Regions from separate parts of the Mus musculus genome. Here regions 2 and 3 are each linked to region 1. Evidence: chromatin contacts called from public Hi-C and HiChIP or PLAC-seq data. All regions are on one chromosome and are shown on one strand. Each heading gives the region's core, a stretch centred on a gene start, on an enhancer-like site or on the middle of the called end of the contact. The rest is flanking DNA. Distances are from core to core; before and after follow the strand shown. Region 1 holds the start of Entpd8 (ectonucleoside triphosphate diphosphohydrolase 8). Region 2 overlaps Pnpla7 (patatin-like phospholipase domain containing 7). Region 3 overlaps Gm13387 (predicted gene 13387).

The links. A called contact is a pair of places that touch in the nucleus more often than the background predicts. HiChIP or PLAC-seq counts read pairs in DNA pulled down with a chosen protein or histone mark.
Region 2: a Hi-C map of liver shows a contact between it and region 1, with 1.9 times the contacts expected there. The contact joins the enhancer-like site here to the promoter of Entpd8 in region 1. A contact is called at or near these places in 14 of 39 promoter capture datasets (the HPC-7 cell line, the SN4741 cell line, embryonic stem cells and 7 more), 4 of 484 Hi-C or Micro-C datasets (all in liver), 1 of 115 datasets of contacts at active chromatin or transcription factors (embryonic stem cells) and 4 of 9 other capture datasets (adipose tissue, embryonic stem cells, liver and 1 more).
Region 3: an HNF4G HiChIP or PLAC-seq map of pancreatic cancer cells shows a contact between it and region 1. The contact joins the enhancer-like site here to the promoter of Entpd8 in region 1. A contact is called at or near these places in 6 of 39 promoter capture datasets (the HPC-7 cell line, cranial neural crest, embryonic stem cells and 2 more), 1 of 15 datasets of contacts at CTCF or cohesin (pro-B cells), 6 of 484 Hi-C or Micro-C datasets (2-cell embryo, the 63-12 cell line, bone marrow-derived macrophages and 3 more), 4 of 115 datasets of contacts at active chromatin or transcription factors (the HPC-7 cell line, embryonic stem cells, liver and 1 more) and 4 of 9 other capture datasets (adipose tissue, embryonic tail, liver and 1 more).

The regions. Positions count from the first base shown.
Region 1 is chr2:25,078,266-25,082,090 of GRCm38.p6, forward strand. Entpd8 (ectonucleoside triphosphate diphosphohydrolase 8) reads left to right here and starts at 2,058. Exons shown (of 10, transcript NM_028093.1): 1 at 2,058-2,286; 2 at 3,541-3,682; 3 at 3,768-3,825. The coding sequence starts at 3,557.
Region 2 is chr2:25,038,202-25,042,026 of GRCm38.p6, forward strand. Pnpla7 (patatin-like phospholipase domain containing 7) reads left to right here. Exons shown (of 35, transcript NM_146251.4): 22 at 636-699; 23 at 1,402-1,570; 24 at 2,745-2,927. Among named protein-coding and RNA genes, the nearest start is that of Nsmf, 14 kb to the right of the region's middle. Within about 2 kb of position 2,065, at least 4 of the 459 cell types and tissues checked have an H3K27ac peak or open chromatin away from gene starts, as enhancers often do. A contact at or near this core is called in liver and pancreatic islet, where this site is marked.
Region 3 is chr2:25,125,007-25,128,831 of GRCm38.p6, forward strand. The region is part of intron 2 of Gm13387 (predicted gene 13387); the gene reads right to left. Among named protein-coding and RNA genes, the nearest start is that of Gm13387, 19 kb to the right of the region's middle. RefSeq lists an enhancer at 1-3,084. Within about 2 kb of position 1,710, at least 75 of the 459 cell types and tissues checked have an H3K27ac peak or open chromatin away from gene starts, as enhancers often do. A contact at or near this core is called in liver and pancreatic cancer cells, where this site is marked.

The sequences.
Region 1 (3,825 bases), core at 808-3,307:
AAAAAATAAAAATGTCCTTTAAAAAAGAACTTTAAGCTGGGCGTGGTGGCGCACGCCTTTAATCCCAGCACTTGGTAGGCAGAGGCAGGCGAATTTCTGAGTTTGAGGCCAGCCTGGTCTACAGAGTGAGTTCCAGGACAGCCAGGGCTACACAGAACAACCCTGTCTCAAAAAAACAAAACAAAACAAAAAAACCCAACAACAAAAAAAAACCCTTTAACTCGGGGTCACTGTTCAGTTCCAGCAACTGGATTGTGGCCCTGATCGCTCATGTTCAATGAACTATTCCTGTCTGACGGAAATTAGTCTTCCTGTGGTCTGTGAGGTCATTCTTGGACCCCAACAAAACAAAACAAACAAACAAACAAACAAACAAAAAACTGATATTGTAAAAGTCCTGCAAGTAGTGTTGGTTTTGAAGGCATGAAGGGGTCCTGGAGAGTAGCTGAGACTTGGTGAGACTTGGCACTGAGTGGCAGGGCTGAACTTCTAAAGAGATGTCAGAGGAGGCCATTGGTGAAGGTGAGTGAATCCTCAATTGCATGAACCCGGGATTGAAGGGAGTGCCTTCATTCCTGTGGGGTATGCTACAGGATACAAAGTCACAGAATTTCAGAGTGCTTGGAGGCTCAGGGAACACTCTGGCTTTGACTAGTCCAGAAGGCAGCAACATTCACTGTGAGGTTGCTCTGAAGCAGAGCTAATTGTGCTGGCTAGTTTTTATGTCCATATGATACAAGCCAGAGTCATTTTGAGAGAGGAAACCTCAACTGAGAAAATGTCCCCACCAGACTGGCCTCTAGGCAAGCTTGTAGAACATTTTCTGGATTAATGATTGATGTGGAAGTGCCCAGCTCACTGTGGGCGGTGCCACCCTTGCACTGGTGACCCTGGGTTGTATAAGAAGGCAGGCCAAACAGGGAAGAAAGAGCAAGCCAGTAAGCAGCACTTCTCCACAGCCTCTGCATCAGCTCCTGCCTCCAAGTTCCTGTCCTGCTTGAGTTCTTGCCCTAACTTTCCTCAGTGATGAACTGTTACCTTGAAGTGTAAGCCAAACAAGCCCTTTCTTCCCCAAGTTATTTTTGGTTATGATGTTTTATCACAGCAATAGAAACCCTAAAAGAACACCATCTGTCTGTCTATCTGTCTATATCTATTATCTGTCTTCTATCTATCTATCTATCTATCTATCTATCTATCTATCTATCATCTCTATCATCTCTATCTCTATTTCCTATATATCTATTATCTATCTATCATATATTTATCTTGTCTCTATTATATATTATCTATCATCTGTCTATATCTATCTATTCATCTACCTATCTATCTACTATTTATCCATTTATCTACTATCATCCATCTGAGACTGAGTCTTTCACTGAACCCGAAGCTCTGCAGTTTAGCTAGACTGGTTAGCCAGGAAGATGTCGAAATTCACCAGCTTTTGCCCCCAACCCTGTCCACAACACTGGGATTACAGACATGGGCCACCATACCTAGCTTTTATGTCAGTGTCGTGCCTCTGAACTCAGGACCTCATGCTTGTATGGCAAGCTCTTTGCCCACTGAACTATCATCTCTCCAGCTCCATTTTCTCCATTTTTTTTTTTTTTTTGAGGCTAGGTCTCCCCTACAAGCTGGCTTTGTACTCATAGGATGACCTAAAACATCTGATCCTCCTGCCTCCTGAGTGCTAGGACTTCATCAGGTACCTCCACATCGATTTCCTATGGTGCCGCGGCTTGAACATAGGACTTCCTGCATGCTAGGTAAACAATTCTACCTATATTTAACCGAGCTTTATCCAGTACCTTATGTTTTAAAATCCCAACAGGTCTAAAGAAAAGTGACTTTCTCTGACTCACCTACATTTGCAGCTCTGCAGCTCTGCAGCACCCAGCCCTGTAGCCTCTGGACGCTCAGTCACTTGTTACTTGACTCCATCTGGCCTGGCCCAAGTAAGAAGGGCAGAGGACAAGGTCCACAGTAAGCGGGAGGGTGTCCCTAGTCCTGCCTTCTCTGTCATCCCCAGGTCAGTTCCAAAGTCCGTCCTGACAACTAGGGACGCTGCTCTTCCTCCCTCCACAGGAGCAAGATGTAAGCCTGGAATTAATGAGATAGAGTAAAATTAGTAGATGCCAGAGCAGCAGCTAGAGAGCAGCCTGCTCCTCCCACCACAGCCCCAGGTTCAAGTAGGTGGAGACGGGGTGTGGAGGACAGCAGGTGTGCAGGTCAGAAGCAGAACTTCCTCAAGCTATCCTTGAAAGTTGGCTCCCAGTGCAGGTGAGCGACCTCAGGGGCTGTCCTGGTCTGTGGGCTGGCTTTGGTAGGGGAGTGCCTTTCCTGGGTGAGTGAGGGGACTGCCTGTCCTGGGTGAGGGGAGCCTGCCTTGTGCTTTTTGTATAACAACCCAGTCTCAGGTATGACACCCCTGAGGTGCGGTCTGTGTTTTCTTAGTTACTACCTGTGACCCACTTGTCCCTGTGCTTTGGGGTGCTGGCTGGAGTTACAATTCAGTCTCTGGGCAGGTCATTTGTCCTTTTTCCTCCGTTTCCCTTACTTCAGATGAGCTAGTGCCCCATTTAGCCTGTCCCTAGGAGTCCTAACCTCTGTTTACCATTCTTGAAACACTGGGAGTATTTTCATTCTTGGGGGATATGCCATGAGATACCAAGTCACAGAATTTCGAAGTGCTTGGATTCTCAGGGAACACCCCGGCTTTGCCAAGTTCAGTAGGTAACAACAGCCACTGTGAGGTATGTTCTGAAGCAGAGCTGACCAGGAGCTGCCTAGTGGCTTCTCTGTACATTGGTAGGCTGGGTAGGTCAGGACTCGGAATCCCTGCTGGGCTCCAGAGGAGATACGGGTATAGATGTCTTGAGTACTGTGGAGAATAGCATTCCATGGTCAGCTGCCCAGGTTCATCCGGGGTCAGCTAAAATCTCTCAGATCTCCATTAGAGAAATCCAAGTTTAGGATTTCAAGAAAAATCAGATGTCTTTGTTAAGAAGAATAGAATGCTAGCTGGCCTCTTGAGGGGCCCACACCTGGCCCCTGGATTCCATGTAGCATGGTTCTGAGGCTCCCAGAAAGAAGTCCAGCACTGGGAGACTCTGAAGTCCTGAGTTCAGTCCAGACATGGGACTCTTCATGGGGAATCAAGAGAGCAAGGGTCCAGAGGGAGAGGAAGGGTGATGCCTACGTAGGAGGTCTAGATGGGGCTTCATTAGCCCTTGATAGTGGCACCAGAAATGTCCATCTTGGCTCCACTGGGCTGTACCCTCTGTACTGGCCCCCAGGCTCTGTGACAATACTGGGCTTGCCCAATAAGACTTTGGAAACTGTTCTTGGCCATTTTGTTTGTTTGTTTGTTTGTTTGTTTGTTTGTTTGTGGCTGTCCTGGCTACTGATCTAACCTAGGAGTCCCAGATTTGACATCTGAGGAAGGTTGGAACGTGTTAAGGCCCTTCCTCTAGAAGGCTGGAGTTGGAACAGCAGGAGTCTGAGTGTCCACTGCTGTCCACTTCACCCTTGCAGCTCAGACCCTCTCACCATGGGACTCTCCTGGAAGGAACGGGTCTTCATGGCTCTGTTGGGAGTTGCAGCAGCCTCTGGCCTCACCATGCTCGTCCTCATCCTGGTGAAGGCAATCAATGTTCTCTTGCCTGCAGACACCAAGGTTTGCTCAGGGACCTAACGAGGATGTTGGGCTGGGTGACCAGGATGTTGGCCTCAACACCTTTCTGGTTCCATATTATCCCTAGTTTGGGATTGTGTTTGATGCCGGCTCCTCCCACACATCCCTGTTTGTGTACCAGTGGC
Region 2 (3,825 bases), core at 815-3,314, 40 kb before region 1:
AACTCTGTAGCTCTAGACTAGCAGATCTGGAAGCATGTAGACCAGGCTAGCCTTGAATTTATAAAGATCCACCTGCCTCTACTTTCTAAGTGCTGGGATTTGAGGCTGGGTCATCATGATTGGCTTGTTAAGAGTGATTTAAGTCCCCTTGTGTATTATTTTTGGCTTTCCCATGGCTAGGCCTTTTTCCACCTACGGCCATGTGAGGCAGTTTCCTGAGGTGCCCAGTGCTCTGCCCTCTGCATTGCTTCTGGGCCACAGGTGACCCTTCCTTAGCTAATTTGAGAAGCATGGTTGTGAAAGCTTGTCACCTGCTTGTGAATGGACTAGATTTAGATCCAGGCCACTTTAGATGTGGCTTTGGGCAATTACAGGATTTCAGGCTTTACTGTGGCATGCTGTGTGTGCTACCACCCTGTGTCCACACACCTGATTGCAGGTAGGATTGTAAGGACTTGGTTCATATGTCCACAGGAGACCCAGATTTGGAGAGGCAGCCTAAAAGCGTGGCTCATCCCGTTGCCAGCAATCCCTCTCAAGGAGCTGGCCCCAGGACAAGGTGTAAACCCTGATCCCTTGCTTTTCCTAAGAGGTGGCTGCTGGGACAGACTTCTGAAATAGGTGGTTGTTTTCAGGTCCTGTCCTGCTGCTGACCAGTGACAACATCAAACAACGCCTGGGTTCCGCTGCTCTAGACAGGTGCGCCCCTGCCCCCGTGTGGTCTCACATGGAGAATTTTAGCCAATTCGAACTTCTTTCTTAGCTGTCCTGGCATGGTCCTAAGATGGGCCTCATTATCCCTGTGCTTGGTGTCTGCACATGACAGCATGTTCCTTGTCCAGCTGTATTCTCTATTCTGTATATGTCCTTGGGTACCACTAGAGGTCCAGGAGACAACAGGCCTCTCTTTAACATATAGGCAGCTTTGCATCTCACTTTCTCTTAAGCCACCAACCTCTAGACCTGGCCACAGCCTCTGTTCAACTGCCCAGTTCCAAGCCTCCTTTGCTGTTCTGTGGGAGGGATGCTAATGAAGAAGGTGAGAGGCCAGCAATCAGGAGGCAGAGGCAGACCAATCTCTGTAAATTCAAGGCTAGTGTAGCCTACAGAGTGAGTTCCAGGCCAGCAGTGCCATATAGTGAGATACTGTTAAATAAAAAAAAAAAAAAAAAAAAAGAAAGAAAAAAAAAGAAAAGAAAAGAAAAAAATTTGGGGGCTGGTGTCTGCTCTATCAGAGGTCCTGAGTTCAGTTCCCAGCAACCACATGGTGGCTCATGACACCTATAAAGGGATCTGTTTCCACCTTCTGGCCTGCAGATATATATGCAGACAGAGCACTCATACATAAATAAAATTTAAAAATTATTTTAAGAAGGTGAGGTGCTGCCCTGTGTCTTGCAGCATCCATGAGTACCGGCTCTCCAGTTGGCTGGGCCAGCAGGAGGACATCCACCGGATTGTGCTGTATCAGGCAGACGGCACACTCACACCGTGGACCCAGCGCTGCATCCGGCAGGCTGACTGCATCCTCATCGTGGGCTTGGGTGAGCAAGAGCCAGCAGTAGGTGAGGTGAGTGCTCAGAGGGACTTCCATCTCCTGAACTATGTCCATCTTTGCTTTGGTTGAAATATTACTCAGAAGAGGACCCACATATCTACCACCCACTCTTTAGACGCTTTGCAGTATTCACTCTTAGAGATTATAGAGAAACAGAGGCCTATTTTATATCATTCTGAAATTTATTTTTGGGTGTTTTGGGACAGGGTTTCACTCTGTATCCCTGACTGTCCTGGAACTCACTATATAGACCAGGCTGGCCTCTGAACTCATAGAGATCCCTCTGCATCTGCCACCCAAGCGCTGGGATCAGAGGTGTGTGCCACCTCCACCCAGCATGAAATTTGCCTTTCCATCAGCAGGTAGGATTTTGATACAGACACCCTCCACCCCCCACCCCAGGTTTGGTCCATTTTGGTGGCTGTTGTTTTTCCGTTGTGAGCACTGCACCATCTGTGCTTGCAGCCTCTGCTGGTTACTTCACAGCACCGAATCCAGTGCCAGTTGTCTTCAGAGGCTTTCAGGCTGTTGACCCCAGAGGGTTTGTTTGCTCTTATTAGATTCGGCCAAGTGCTGAGCGGCTTGTTTTCAGTTTCCCTTTGTGAATGGCTGCAGGTATGGCTGAAAAGCCCCATGTCCTTCCCAGAAATGAAAACTCTGAGGAGCAATAAGTCTTCATTTTGATTAGTGTTCTCGTCTCCTCTCTGGTCTACCTGCTCAGCTCTCATTTCAGGCATCTCCTCTGCCTGTCTAATCTGGGAGCAGCCAAGTTCATCCCCTCTGGCGTGACCCCCCATTGTAGAGAAGCTGTGCTGTTTTGTAAGGGCAGTTCCCCAAAAGGTGTGCGTCATTTGTAAAGGTTGTAGCACACATTCATGAAGTAGTATTTGAGATACAGGACATGCTCCTGTCTCGTACTCCGAGCACCCTCACAGTCATGTTGGCCACCCAGCATTTACAGTTGAGTGGACCATGTGGTCAGAGTATTAGTAACCCCAAGATGGGCCGTCTTTATAGCCTAGCTACTAACTAGACCAATCACACACTGTCTTCTCTGGGGCCAGTCATCAGGGTATTGTTGAGTGTAGATCTTGGGGACAACTCTGTGATGGTCCTTGGTTCTATATATTGTGCTCAGTGCTCAGGCTTGCCTGAACTTGCTGACCAGGCCCTTCTCTTCCCCTAGCTGGAGCAGATGTTGGAGAGCACAGCTGTGCGTGCCCAGAAGCAGCTAATCTTGCTGCACAAAGAGGACGGTCCAGTGCCTTCCCGCACAGTGGAGTGGCTCAACATGCGAAGTTGGTGTTCTGGCCATTTGCACCTCTGCTGCCCACGCCGTGTCTTCTCCAAGAGAAGCTTGCCCAAGCTGGTAAGACCTGGTGGGCTGGCTCAGTGGGACTTGGCCCTGACTACATCATTTCTGGCCTTCAGCTATATATTTAAAACTGTCTTCCTCCCCCTTTATGCAGCATCAGGGCTTGTGGGTTCTGGTTGGGCTTGCCTCTGCCTCTGAACTCTGACTGTGACCTTAACTCTTGTGCTACCTTGCAGATGAAGAAAGGCACAACATGGTGGGAGCACAAGCACAGAGGCCATCAAGACCTGGGAAGGCCAGGAGTCTGTGCTTGACTTAGGTTCAGGGTCCAAGGCTGAGAGCCTCACATTTAGCCAAAGCCCCAGAGAGATCTCATGATCAGGTCCCTACACTATCCCTTCAGGGCAGAAGCAGACACAATCCTGAGACACTTCTTCCTTGGGTCAGCTTTAGTTCTTCGGGCCCAGTGTGAAAACTAGGTGGTGCCCACATGCCATAGCTCATTCAACCCTCACAGCTCAATGGACAGCATCCTGTTAACTGCATCTCTGCTCCTGAGAATACTGTCTACATAGAGGGCCAGTGGAGAGACTCAGGTGGGACATCCTGGGGGGCTCTGTGGTCTTAGGTAGTCTATAAGCTCCCTCCAGGTTTGTTTGTCCTCTGCCAGCACCCACCAGGTAAGCTTGGACCTTTCCGGGCACTTGGGTGCTCATAGGACTGTGTTCTGGAAAGGATAGGATATGAGGCAAATCAAGACATGCAGAGTTAAAAAAACAAAAACAAACAAACAAAAAAACCAAATAGCTGGACGTGGTGGCACATGCCTTTAATCCAGGCAGAGGCAGGCGAATTTCTGAGTTTGAGGCCAGCCTGGTCTACAAAGTGAGTTCCAAGACAGCCAGGGCTATACAGAGAAACCCTGTCTCGAAAGAGCAAAAAGAAAAAAAAA
Region 3 (3,825 bases), core at 460-2,959, 46 kb after region 1:
TCAGGAAAGGGGGCTGGGACACTTTTTCTGCCTCTTGGTGTGTGTGTTCAGTAGGACAGGCAGAAGCCAGAAAGAGGCTGTTTGTAGTCCCATATAGGGCTGTATGGGGCTGTGGGCCTTCCAGAGTTAGGGCCTCAGAGACTGGGCTCAGAAGCCCCTCATAGTACTTTATCTGAGAAAAGGTATCAAAGTGTAGATCCCACCCCAATGTCACTCCCCAGAACTCTGTTCATTGCATGCCCAGAGGAGCCCTTCTGAGATTGCCTCCTAGCCCCTCTCAGCTCTGGCGGGCCAATCTTGCCGATGAGCTCCAGCAAGACTGTGTAGCACGTGGCAAACATCCCTAAGCTGGCAGGCCACTCTCCTGCCCTTTGTCCATTTGTCAGTTGATCAATCTGTCTGTTTGCTGAGTATGTAGGCAGGCACCCCAGACAGAAACACTTAAATGGCTGAGACCGCTCAGCCTGTGCTGCCCGGATACCCTAGGGCAGGAGTCTCCGGAGGAGAACTTGTGTGCTGTTGGCATTATAGTTTCTGGGTTAACTTTGCTAGCACTGACATCTTTGGTGCAGGCCCAGAAGGTTGTAAGAGTCTAGTCCTAAAGTTCTGTATTCAGAGTCCCAGACCCAGCTAGGAGGCCCAGGCTGTGACCAGATCTGCATGAGGTGCCTGGAGAAGGAGGGGCTTCCAGTCACTGCACAACTAGAGTTCTGTCATGCAGCCTAAGAGATACAGACCCCAGCTCATGGCTAGAGGATGCCTCAAGTGGACTCTGGCCCACACATGCCTGCTGAACTCAATGAGGCCATCACTCATTCCAGCATCATGACTTCCACCCTGTTGCCATTGAGAGTCAAAGATGAGCACTCGTTAGGGACAGAACAGTGCTCTGGAGGCCTCCACTCCTACAGCTGTGATTTAGGTATTTGTCACCAGAAGCCAGCCACCTAAGCCCCGTAGACCTTGGTTGGCCCTGGGAGAAGGCCATGTGTCAGCAGTACCACGACTCACATAGCTTCATTTCCTGTCACACCTGCCTCTCAAAACTATTGAGGGGCACGGAGAAACCAAGATGGCCACACAGCCAGGAACAATGTGGGGTTGGGCATTGACATGCCCCCCCCCACACCCCCCGCCCGTTCTTAAGGCTGAATGGCGGCTGTGCCTGGAGAGAGTGCTGCGAGGCAGAAGGCAAGCTAGTGTTTCAGCGTCTTCTGTTACACTGAAGCTTTTCAAAGAGTGTCTGGGGCTGCTGAATGTGCCTCTCTTGCTCTCCAAGGCAGACATTCTACACAAAGGGGGCTCTTGTCCTGCACAGGCCCCTTCTGGGAAGAAAAGCCATTGTCCAGGACAGGGCCGCCCAGCAGGCGGTGCATGCTCCACTGCCCACCACCGCGCCCGTCCAAAGGGGCCTCATTCAAGCTTGTCTGCCTGGATTAGCAAGGACTCACGACTCAATGTGCTGCGATATTTCATGTCGAGGGCAGCGGCTGGCTCTGGGCAGAATCAATGCCTGCTTTTGTCTGCCGAGTTATTTTATTTACATTTTTAAAACAGCTTATCAAGGTAAAAAGATAGCTTTGCAAAAAAAAAAAAAAAAAAAAAAAAAGTGTTTGGCTTCAGGCCAGCACAGAGGTAGGAGTACGGGCTGGCACTGGGGTCCTAGGCCAGCCATGCAGTCTGGTCCTAAGCCAGCCTGGGCACCTGCCCAGCCCTCCTGCAGTTCAGGGGAGTGGGGGAGCAGGGGAAACTTATACTTCCAGAAGCCACAACCCTAGCCCCTCTGGATTTCTTGATTGTTTTCCTGAGGTTCCCTCCCGGCTACTCTGACCCAGCTGGCTGTACAGCTCTGAGTGTCCCACCTGGGCAGCAGAGGGTCAGGAAAGGGGTCCTATTACCTCCATCTGTTTTCAGCCTAGTCCTGACCTCTCCCTCCTGTGGAACCGTATCCAAGCCTTTGTACTGGACAGGCAGGGATCTTCACTGAGAGCCTGGGCTTGCCAGGTCACCCATGCACTGGTCTATCATGATCTCAGAGAAGATTCAGCAGAAATGGCCAGAGACCCATCCTAGGCTGGTCTGACCAAAATAATAGGCCACAAAGATCCCTGAAGCTCAAGCTAGGCCAAAGCCAGGGCCCTTCCTGGAGGAGGTGGCTCTGGGTTCTGCTGCCTCCCCTCACCCAGCAAGGGCAGCTGACAGTAGCTAAATAGGAGTGGGACGGCGTCTCTCTTGCCCTAGCCCCTGCCCAGGTAGGCTATGAAAATAAAACAAACAAACAAACAAACCTCTTCCAAAACACCCCACTGCCTCTACAGATCCACACTGTGGATAATGGGACTTCGAACCTAGGAGTGCTGGCTGCACACCAGGCCACCTGGCCACTAGAGGGCAGCCTAGGTGCGTGGGGAGAGCCTGCCTGGCATATATAAACTAGCCTAGTGACCCCATATAGAAAGCATAACCGTGCACCTCTAGCTCCCAGAATGCTCCTGGTCAGCCCATCTACCTAACAGATGAGGCTTGAGCCTCCACACTTAAGAAGCACAGCCCACCCTGAGACAAGCCTCCCAGTCAGGGGGTTTGGGTCCCATTAAGAGCCGGGCTTAGGGAAGACTGACCATCTGGAACATCGCTAGGACACTAACAATGCAGTTGAAGTTGTGGGAAGCCCCAGACCCTTCACCCACTGCCCCTCACCATCTCACTCAGACTTCCTTCTCCCCGAGCCACTTGGCAGAGAGTCTGAACCCACAGTCGGAAGAGAATAGCCCAGTCCTTGGCTCCCCTGTCTCTGATGAAGCCAGGTCAGGCCCAGGGGAGGGAGGGGCCTTAGGGGACTCTGAGTGGGCCTGATCCTAACATGATGTGTGTATGGGGTGCTGCACATCCCTAGTTTCCCTGGATCCTGCAGCTTCTGGAGGATCTGTGACCCAGAAGGCCCTTGTGTGAAGCTGTAGGTATCTCCTGGTGATCACGTTCCGTCCTCCTCTAAGCCCTGCATGCAGATCCTAAGACTATCCTCATATTCTGTATTTCTCTTCAAACCATGCATACCTTCCCCCTGCCCTGAGATCATCCCACGCTCTGTGCCCCATGGGACCTGGTGAGGCCAAGCCCCCTGGATAAGAGCCAGCTATGGAGGCATTGGGTCAGCACAGGGAAAGCCCAGCCCGGACCCCTTGGGCTAGATGCCGCCAAGCCTTTCCCAGGCTGCTATTTTGGGCTCTCTGAGACTTGGGGGTGGGGTGCCAGATAGCTTTGCTGCTGCTCATGCTGGTTATTTTTGCTCATAATGGGAGTACGATATATGGAAATTATTAATAGCCTCCCCGGCTACGGTACGTGCTGGTACTCAGGGCCAGCGTGTGCTCTGTCCCGCGGTGGGAAGGTCTCGCTGCACAGCAGGTTTGGGGGAATTGCCTCTCAGCTACACCCAATCCCCATCAAATGCTTCCCAGGCTGCGAGTACCATTACCTACAAAGAAGTTGGTCTGGTTATCTCAAATAACCATGGCAACCTGGGGACAGATCTGACCACAGGTCTTTACATTTGAACTTCCTTCTACTTCCCAACTCCTTGGAGCTGGATGAGAGTCTAAGGGTGCCCAGTCTCTTTAGATAAAGCTCTGAGGGATTACAGGAAGTTGCTGTGGGCCCCCAGATCTCCAAGGCATGCGGTGCACCTTACCCCTCTGCTGCATGCTGGACTGGCTATGTTGACCTTCTAGACCTGTAGAAGCTCCTGCGAGAGATGGGGCCACTGTGCATAGGTCACTGTTGATCTCTTGTCCCAACTGCCTGACCCTTGCAAGCCCTGAGCCG